Regions from separate parts of the Gossypium arboreum genome. Here all the other regions are linked to region 2. A link is a contact called in public Hi-C data. All regions are on one chromosome and are shown on one strand. Each heading gives the region's core, a stretch centred on a gene start, on an enhancer-like site or on the middle of the called end of the contact. The rest is flanking DNA. Distances are from core to core; before and after follow the strand shown. Region 1 holds the start of LOC108460770 (54S ribosomal protein L17, mitochondrial-like). Region 2 holds the start of LOC108486547 (protein MAEA homolog). Region 3 holds the start of LOC108454513 (carbon catabolite repressor protein 4 homolog 1).

Region 1 (3,257 bases), core at 204-2,703, 740 kb after region 2:
AAACACATCTCATACTTGATATTTAACTAATGTGAGATCAAGCCTTTACTTTTCTTCAACAAATATTTCCAAATAGCTTACTTTGAACATCAATTTCTCATTCACCACTCAACCATTTTGAGCATATGATGTATCGTTGTAAAGGTCTCATGGAGTAAAATATGAAACCATAATTTTATGATTCAACTCTCCACCTTTACCTATTAAGAATATGCCTCAAAGTTCCCATAAAATGCAATTTTTCCAACATCATTTTTTTTTCTAAATTTTTTAGCGAAACCTCTCATTTAAGACGTCATCTAAATAGTTGTTTGAAAAAAATTAATAAGGACATCATTCATTCAATACACCATAGCCACTCAACCATCTTTAGGAGGTGGTTCATCTATAAAAACCTATAAGTTTGATGCTGATGCTGATGAGTGTCATCAAGTTATTTCTACTTTTCTTGTGTGTGGCAAGCATTCATTTAGAACAGTTCAAGAACTGAGATTTAGATACATGATGAGTATTGTTAATCCTAATTTTAATACAATAAAACATTTATTATATTTATGTTAATATTTTTAAAATATAAATATTTTTTAATGAGTTACAAAACATTTATTTTAGCATTTTTAGTGCATTTAGTATATTATATATATTTTAAAAAATATTTTTAAATAAAAACTAATCTAAAATAATCAAATATGAGCAAGCCGGATCGGTTCGAGTTTACATTTTTTAAATCAAATCGGATTTGGACAAAAATGTAAGCCCATTTTCTAGACCGATTAGACTTGAATTAAAAAATTGATCTAAATACATTGTATGGATCTAGCCCAAACTTGATCCAGCCCGATGACCTAAGTTTTAACACTTTTTAGATGAATTAATGTAGTAGACTGATGTGATCATTGGGTACATGTCGATAACATCTAGAAGAAATTATAGTGATGTGTTGATTACCATATTATGTTATCTCGAATTTGACATGTTTTTAAACTATAATTTATTGATATATTATATATTTTAAATTTTTATATAAAATAATTTAAAAATTTAATATGAACATGTCAAGTCGATTCAATTTAGCATTTTAATTTAGGCTAGATTTAAATAAAATTTTAAGCTTATTTTTTAAATTAAGTTGGACAGTTACCGATCACAAAATAATAATAATAATAATAATAATAATAATGATAGACACTAATGGTGATAATATTAATGGCAAGAACATTAACAAAAACAAATTAATAAAGCAATTTCCAAGGGAAGTTAATATAACTATACATATGTTGGCTGGAATGATAAAAATTTTCCTTTATGATCCGATAATGTTTAGGAACTCCAAAAGCGATCATGGAATATTTACAGCTAGATGATCGGTTTATTTATATTTACACTGGAATAATATTGTAATTGTTTTCAATTTTTATCTACCAAAAAGAAAAATGAAGGCAATGAAGTTAAAGTAAGAAAATAATACCCACATACTGGAAACGCGTTGATTAGAAACTACAAGATTTGGGCCGCTCCTGAACCTTCTAAAATCTTGGTCTTTTCCCTTTCTATCGTTTTATTCACTTAAATGAAGATAAATTAAAGGGTAAATTTAAAAATAATTATTTTTGTTTAATTCAGATTATATTTTAGTTATTTATATTATCATAACGAGGTAAAATATAATGTGAAGTAAATAAAAATGAACAAAATCTTTCACTTCTCTGTCAAACTGAGCCTTCTGCAAAGCTAACCAAGAGAAGGAGCCTTCTCTTTTGTTTTGAAACCCTAGCCGCCGTGAGCTTTCATCGCCATCAAATCGTCGTCAAGGGTTGTCTCCAACTGTCAACCCTTTTAAGTCGCCCCTCTATTTCTCCTTTTTCAAAACCTTCGATTCGATTTGATTTTGGATTCAAGGCCCTTTCTGTTAAGTTCTTTTTCTCCAGTTCGTTTTTTTCAGGTCACCAAGTGCTCGACGATATTACTCAACGAACAAAACTAGAAGCTGATCATTTTACTCTCTTGATCGGATCACCAACTTTCTTCGGTAAGTGCCTGCTTAATTGGATATGATCTAATATATTATTAAACCAGTAAAAAACTTGAACGATTTAAAATGTGTACTTAAAGATAAATTGCATGATTTAGCTTTTATATGACTGTTTCGGATTAAAAATCGAGTTGATTCTATTAACTCAATTCAAATAATTTGAAATTCGATTTTTTTTCGAATTTTTCGAGTGGAATCGAATTCAATATTAAATTGAAATATGCAGGCAGGGGCCGAAGGGCTTGATTTGTTCTTTTTTACTCTGTCTTTAGTTAATTTGTTCTTTCTAACTTGTAGATATTTCCATGAATTAAAAAAATTATTAATTTTCTGAGCAAAAAGGCTAATAATACCAAGGCATACATCTTTGCATGGTACATTATTTTAGTTTCTGAAACATAGATTTTGTCAATAGAAACTCAGTAAACTGGTTTTCCCTATACTCAGGTGGGATGCGAAAATGCTAAAAATACACAATTAAAAGCTTGAATATTCAAGATTTTTCTCGAGATGGTTTAATCTGTCAATACTTTTGCAAATTTTGATATGTCTCTATACAAGTAAACATCAAGAGTGAGTTCCTTTTTTATTCCGTTTTTATTTGCATGCATGTGCTTGTGCTTGTGCTTGTGCTTGACCAAGTATCATTTGAAATAAAGATTGACCATTTATGAACTTTGATTTCAGTAATCTCAATAAACCATAGATTGTTTTATTCCTTTTTTATTTACATGCATGTGCTTGTGCATGATCAAGTATCATTAAAAGTCTCTATGCACGATAACTTTGATAAGTCAGATTGTTAATGAACCCTGATCTGCTGCTTTAGAATATTTCTATCTCCATAGATTATTGGGTTCTCCTTGCCTAATTTGTAATTTCCTTGCTTGATGTTGAATATTTAAGATATATGGTCTGTACTATGTAGTTTGATAAAGCTTTCTTCAATCTAAGTAAGATCTATTGCTATAATGTAGTAATTATTAGACATGAAGAATTGTGTGCTGTGATGATTTTTTTATTTTGTTACATTCCTTTATATGTAATTTTTTCATTTATCAAATGGACTTGTATCCTTTTCTTTTTTTCTAGGGGTCTGAATAATGGAGTTTTTAACAATGAATTTTTTTCTATGCAGACTTTTTTTTTTTTTGGTAAAATAAGGGTTTAATTTGTCCTTTTTGACTCTGTCTTTAGTTAATTTGTTCTTTTTAACATGTAGACA
Region 2 (3,323 bases), core at 701-3,200:
TATTTCTACTTCAAATTTATGGTCCTGAAACCAATATTCTGATTTGACCCAAAAATGGGTTGTTACAATAATAACTTTTAAGGGATCTCTTTAGTTTTAGTTTTTAGGTTAATTTGAAGTTTTAGGTTGCTGCAATTTTCCTTAAATTTCTTTTGCAATTTTCTCTTCTTGTTCCATTGATTCTGCACTTTAAATATTAATAGATTTTAGTGATTTCCTTATTCAAAGTTTGCAATCAAACAATCAAAACGAGGAATCTTATGTTCTCACTCCATCAAAATCATCAAATCAGAGCTTCATCAAATCCAAATTCAAGAAATTTCTAAACCTTCTTAATTTTCGTTTTATTTAATTGCTTAAATGAACATGAAAATGATAGGGTTTTGGTTTATTAAGATAATCATGAACTAATTTTCTTAGGTAGTTGGTTAATTGAAATGTTGAATAATTATCTTAAGGTTTATGGACTAAATTGAATAATTAGACTAAACTGAATAAAAACCAAAACTTAAAATTAACGACTCTAGGTGAAAATATTGATAAGGGAGATTGAGAGGAAATCTTATTGTGTAAGAATTCAATTGTCCCTATTTAGTTTAAGTTAGATCAAGAGATAAATCGAACTAAAATGTAAATTGGGTAAATTATAGATCGAGAGATATTAACTAATTCGATTAGAAAATTATTCTACTAAATTTCCTAATCTAAGAGTTAATTATGAACATGGAAATTAACCAGCTACCATTTTGTCTTGATTATCTCTTTTACAAATTTGGATATCTTTACAATTAGGTCCTTAGATATTAGTTTAGCCTCAAACATTCTATTTATTTTTTGTTGTACTATAGGCTGTTTAGTACTAACTATTTAGACTTTCTAGCTTGCATTCTTATTGCCGTGAATTCAATTTTTTTATCGATCTCTTATGGATTCGATCATTAGGATACTCTGTAAGGTGTTTCATTGTATTTTTTATATAAATATTACAAGTAGACTTGTTATACCAGCAATACACTGCACATGTTATATATCTTTATAATTTTCTCTGTTGAATACATGTACGCTGAAGCGTGATTTTGTCATAATTTTAAAGTTCAATAGTTTTTAATTAAATTCATATGATAAAGTTAAGGTGCAATAACAATGAATTTATTAAATTATTATACTTCTATGAAAATTTTGAGACTAAAAATGTTAAAGAAATGAAATTGTAAAAGACAAAATTATATAATAATAACAATATTACATTTTATCAACCAAACATTTAAATCTTATATTCTAGCTAAATGAATCGAAGTAAATTAATTTTACATTCCACTCGTAACCTTGCATTTTTGTCATCTTATTACGAAACGTAATATTTTGTTGAAGGGAACCAAACTTACCATTGGTTGAAGGGATTAAGGCTTCTTGTTGGCACTCGATGACTAAGATTCAAACTTTGTTGATTAATAACTTCCTCAATTTGTAATTAGACTAGTAGAAAAAAGGCACAATGACAAAATGAGCTCTTAATGTTTATAAATTTTATCTATTTGGCCCTTGTTTTTTTTAAGCTAAATTTAACCTTCAATATTTTTAAAAATGGTTGAATTTAACTATCAATTTTTTTAAAAAGCTATCAATCTTTTCGAAAGAGCTAAATTGTTGTTTTTTTAGGAGAAATGCTAACCAAAATATTAAAATTTTAAACATGGTAGCCTATAATGCAATCCGCGTATACTTCATACAATTTTCTTAAATTTTAAATTTTTATTTTTAAATATTTTTATATTATTTGTTAATATGACATATAAGAGAAATAACAATGTGTCAACATCGTATACTTAAAAATTAATGGTTTAGTTAATATTTTGATAAATTTAACTCAATAAAAAAATGAAAATTAAATTTACAAAAATTGTAAATGTTAACCGCTAATTTGTAATTATCCCATAGAAAATTTTTGGCAAAGCTCGGTCCACAATCAGATCCAGTTGCTCTATCGTAAAAGACGCTGTCGTTTCACCACATCACCGTAAGAAAGCTACTAATCATTCCTTTCTTCTCGTCTCCACTCTTCCTTGAACTCAAACCGGTTTCTTTCCCCTTCGAATGGAAATCGATCCACTTCCAAACGGTAGCGGTTCGAATGCCGCAACAAGCCCCGAAACCGCAGCAACGACAACCGCAATTACCGTCGCATCGAACACGGCGCCGTCCTCGAAATTGAGCCATCTGACGGAATCGTTAAAATTAGAGCACCAATTCTTGCGTGTTCCTTTTGAACATTTCAAGAAAACAATCCGAACCAATCACCGAACAGTCGAGAAAGAAGTCTCTGCCGTTATTTCAAGCGTCACTGACGTGGCTGACTCCGACGAAATATCCAAAGACGATGCCATTTTGAGTCTCACTTCCCTTGTTTCCCGTTTGCAAGGCATCAAGCGCAAGGTAAAAGAAGAGATTTTTTCTTTCTTTCTTTTTAAGTTAATTTAATGTGATCTGTATTGGAATTAGCAAAATTATGTTCCTTTTAACTTTTGGAGGTCTAAAAGGCAGAAAGTAGTTTTGGATATTTTGAGTGAAAAATGGCTATGTTTTTATATGATCTAAAATTAATGAATTTTTATGAAAATGAAGAGAATAATTAATTCGATGTAAAAGAGCTGGACTTGTATGAAAGTTGAAATTTTGACAATTTCACTTAAATTTGATAATATGAATTTGTAGAATTAAAGCAAGAATAAATCTAAAACTCGTCAATTTGTATGGAAAGTTGAAATATCGAATAAGTTGAAGAGTTTTGAATCTTATCTTACTGGATTAGGGGATAAATTATGTTTAATTGCAAAACTGTCTAACCTAAATTAAGTAATGGTCTGTAGAAACCCCTGCCAATATTGTTCACTTTTTTGCTTTACATACGCGCGCATACATATATCTGTTTATCAATCGGCATTTTACGTAATTCAATAATTTTTATTCAATTTAACAAGTATAACCTTTGCAGATTAGTTGGTCGCTGTATTTAGTAGTCACGGTAGATTTATTTTTCTTCTTATCTGAGCAACTGGATTGTATTTTGTGTTTTAGTAATTTATTATCCAAAGTACTGAGTAGCCCTTCTTAAGTCGTTAATGCATAGTGATCTACTAAAGTCTATATGTTCTTTATCATCCAGTTGGAAGAGGGGAGTCATGCAGAGAACTTGCAAGCTCATAGGTGTCGTGCTCGTCTTGATCACTTAGATTCAGCTGATGCTGAGAACCTTTCTGAATGGAATAATGTGCGATTGAAGCGGATCCTTGTGGACTATATGTCGCGTATGTCATACTATGACT
Region 3 (3,297 bases), core at 636-3,135, 970 kb after region 2:
ACAAGGACTGAACAATCAATAAACTCAACTTCATATTTTACTAAACATCTTTATTATATTACTACATGTAACTGAAACCGAAACCGAAACCATAACCAATGTTTAAAGTTCTAGGATCTTTTGTGATGAAACATAAGGCAACCATTATAAATTTCAAGTTTCTATTACCTTTTCAGGAGTTTCTGGTAATTCTTGAAATAAAACTAGACTTACTTGTTCAACCCCAAGTTACTTTAAATAGCAGAAGCTTGATAATTACCAGTAGCACATTAAATGCCTTAGGAGTACCTTTCTGGTAACTCTTTCTTCCTATGATCAAATATTAAGTGTAGTTACTCTCAGTCTATGTTGAAACGTTCTTACGAGCTTTCATAGGAGTAGTGGTGCCAGGTGGCCACAAGAATGAAAACAAAGGAAACAAATTATTGCCTTCTATGGAAGATTCTAGCTCATTGAACCTAGTTTTGTCTATGACGCATAAAGAGACAAAGAGCTCAATTGCAACAATCTTGACTCAAGCAGCGAAAACTAAATCCAAGTAAAACCAAACAAAATGGCATGAAACTCAATGCCAGAATCAGACTCAAGAAACTACTTCTTGATACTTCAAGAATTTAAAAAATAAACACATCACTAAACAAACAAGATAATCCAGAACACGGAGTAACAAAAACAGATTGCAATCCAGTAAAAAGCAACCACACTATCTCCAAATGCACAGGTAGAAAAACTCAACTTATAGACCTCAATTCCACGCATCCCTTACGGAAAAACTCGACAATGTCACATATACTGTATTTACTAAAAACAGTCATATATATCAAACCCAAAAACCAAACTCAAACCCCCATTGATCAAAATGAGAACTACACAAAGACCAAAACACCAAAAAGTAAAAAAAGAAAAAGGAATGAAACATAGAATCTAAGAAATTGTCTTATAATGCAAACACTTGCCACCTACAAAAAGCAGTTCACACATTTAGTAAAAAGCAATCAAATAATAACACACCCAAAAGAACTAGCTCAAAATCCAATTGGCCAACATGACAACTAACCAAAATACATAAACCAAGAAATAAATAAATAAATAAATAAATAAATAAATAATAAAGAGTTTAATTGTTAATTAGACATAAAAAATTTCATACCACTTGAAAAGTTAAATGAAATTAGCCTAGCCATTGGCATAACCCCCGCAACCAACCAATAAAAAACCTAAAAGATAGATTCTTCAACGGATTTAAAAACACTTACCACTTATACCTCAAGAAGTGGCCATCAAGAGGGGCCGACTCAGGCACATCATCGGTTGTAACGGTCTTGTCAGGTCGGCGTAAGAGCACGTAAGGCGTGAGCTCGCAGCCAACAATTGGTATATCAGAAGGGAGGTGCACACGTAGCACGCTCAGCATGCTTTAACTTCTCGGGCTTCCTTGGTCGGTCACAGTTCGCAACGGTCACCACTTGGTAAACCTATCAAATCCAATCCTACACTAGCAAGAGCAGCAGAGCAAGAAATGACCTCGAAATGATGCGCAATCTCATCGAGGCGGAATCCAGGCGTATCCGCCATTTACTTGACCCGAAAACCCGCCAGCCTTGACAATCGTCCTCCTTTTTTTTTTCTTTCTTTTTTTCCGATTAAACAAACCCTAGAAGACTTGTTGATTAATCCCAAATATAAACATGCAAGAACCAAGAACAGATCTTGTAACGGTATTTAGGGTTTTGAAATAGAGAATGATTGAAGGAATGAATCGAAGAAGAGATATAGAGAAAGAAAGGGGGGAAATGAGGAGAACGAATGATAGTTAGGGTTTTACAGAGGACGTGAAAAAGGAAAGTCTTTATTTAAAATATCTGTATATTATTTATAGAGAGAAATAATTTTTTCAAGGATAAAATTAATACATTTGTAATCTTTCCAGCGATATATCCATATAAAATTGACGTAATTTTAACTTTAATATTTATTCTTAAAAAAATTAAAATTAAGGCAACAGATGTCTATTCATCTAAAGGAAAGTTTAGGTGAAAAAGTCCATAAATTGATTGTGCTAAGTAAATCCAATCGATTTAATTAATTTATATGGTAGGATAATCGGTTTAAGTTTTTGTGTGGTGTACTTTTGGTATTCAATTTTCAAATTAATTTAAATTTAAATAAAAAATTTAATTCAAAAACTACTCATTAGTCTAGACTTGTCCAAAGGTCCTATAAATCTCACTCGACTAGGATTAAGTTTAAATAAATATTTTCACACCTTGGGTCCACTTGCCCTGATTTCAATTTCAACAATGAAAAATATTTTTAAATTTAAATTTAATTATAAAAATATATAAAATATCAATTAAAATATAATTTTTATCATTTTATTATTTTTTAAATGGTAAAATGGACTTTTGAGTAGACCAAGCTTGGCGGAAACGAGTCTGGACTTGAAAAGTTTTTTGGAATCGGGTCTCGACCTAACCCATGGATACCTCTACCGTAACCCTACCCCAATAAGTGATGGCAACGGTGTGAGGCAAGATGAATTATCTCGACCCCAACTTGAAGTTTGACCAATTTGCCCCGACCCAATCCCAAGTCTTAAGAAAAAACTCACCCTAAACCCAAACTCAAAATTTAATAAAATGCCTAACTGCATCTCGATCCAACCTGAAATTAATTTAATTATTTTATTTTTATTTAGAAGCATATAAGAATAATTTTTTAATTTAAACTTAAATATTAATATATTTTTTTATATATGTATTTTATTGAAAGAAAATATTTAATATATGTATATATTAGGGGCAATTTTTTGAAAATATCCCAGGGCAAGGCAAAGCGGATTTACCTCTCTTGACAGACTATTTTTATAGTTTCACCCGTCTGAATCCTATTTCTCAAAAAAAAAATCCGACCCTCATGGATCGGGTTGGGCCGAAACCTATCAAATTCAATTTTTTTTGCCATCTTTAATCACTGCCCTTAAATAGGAATATAAGTGCGCTTCAATATGCTTAAACTCATTTTCTCTTGTACCGGCAACAATGACGATGCCAACCGAGTTAAGACTCAATCAACAAAAATAATTTAATTAAATTCAACTAATTTTAAAAGAATTCGATTGGTGATTAAATCAACTGCATTATCAATTTTCAATTCACCCAATTTAACTAGTTAAACCATCTATTCAATAAGGATAAATCCCAAAATATACATAAACTATGGTTTAATGTACAATTGTATACATGAACTTTAATTTTGTGCAATTTTATACATAAAATTTTGATTTGATCCAATTCT

The links. Hi-C and Micro-C count contacts between places; a contact is called where the count stands out from the background.
Region 1: a Hi-C map of leaf shows a contact between it and region 2, with 5 times the contacts expected there. The contact joins the promoter of LOC108460770 here to the promoter of LOC108486547 in region 2. A contact is called at or near these places in 3 of 5 Hi-C or Micro-C datasets (all in leaf).
Region 3: a Hi-C map of leaf shows a contact between it and region 2, with 2.8 times the contacts expected there. The contact joins the promoter of LOC108454513 here to the promoter of LOC108486547 in region 2. A contact is called at or near these places in 2 of 5 Hi-C or Micro-C datasets (both in leaf).

The regions. Positions count from the first base shown.
Region 1 is chr4:36,668,710-36,671,966 of ASM2569848v2, forward strand. It overlaps LOC108460770 (54S ribosomal protein L17, mitochondrial-like), which reads left to right and starts at 1,454. Exons shown (of 9, transcript XM_053027136.1): 1 at 1,454-2,029; 2 at 2,480-2,605.
Region 2 is chr4:35,928,628-35,931,950 of ASM2569848v2, forward strand. LOC108486547 (protein MAEA homolog) reads left to right here and starts at 1,951. Exons shown (of 7, transcript XM_017790662.2): 1 at 1,951-2,433; 2 at 3,164-3,323. The coding sequence starts at 2,095.
Region 3 is chr4:36,894,032-36,897,328 of ASM2569848v2, forward strand. It overlaps LOC108454513 (carbon catabolite repressor protein 4 homolog 1), which reads right to left and starts at 1,886. Exons shown (of 12, transcript XM_017753017.2): 1 at 1,257-1,886. The coding sequence starts at 1,414.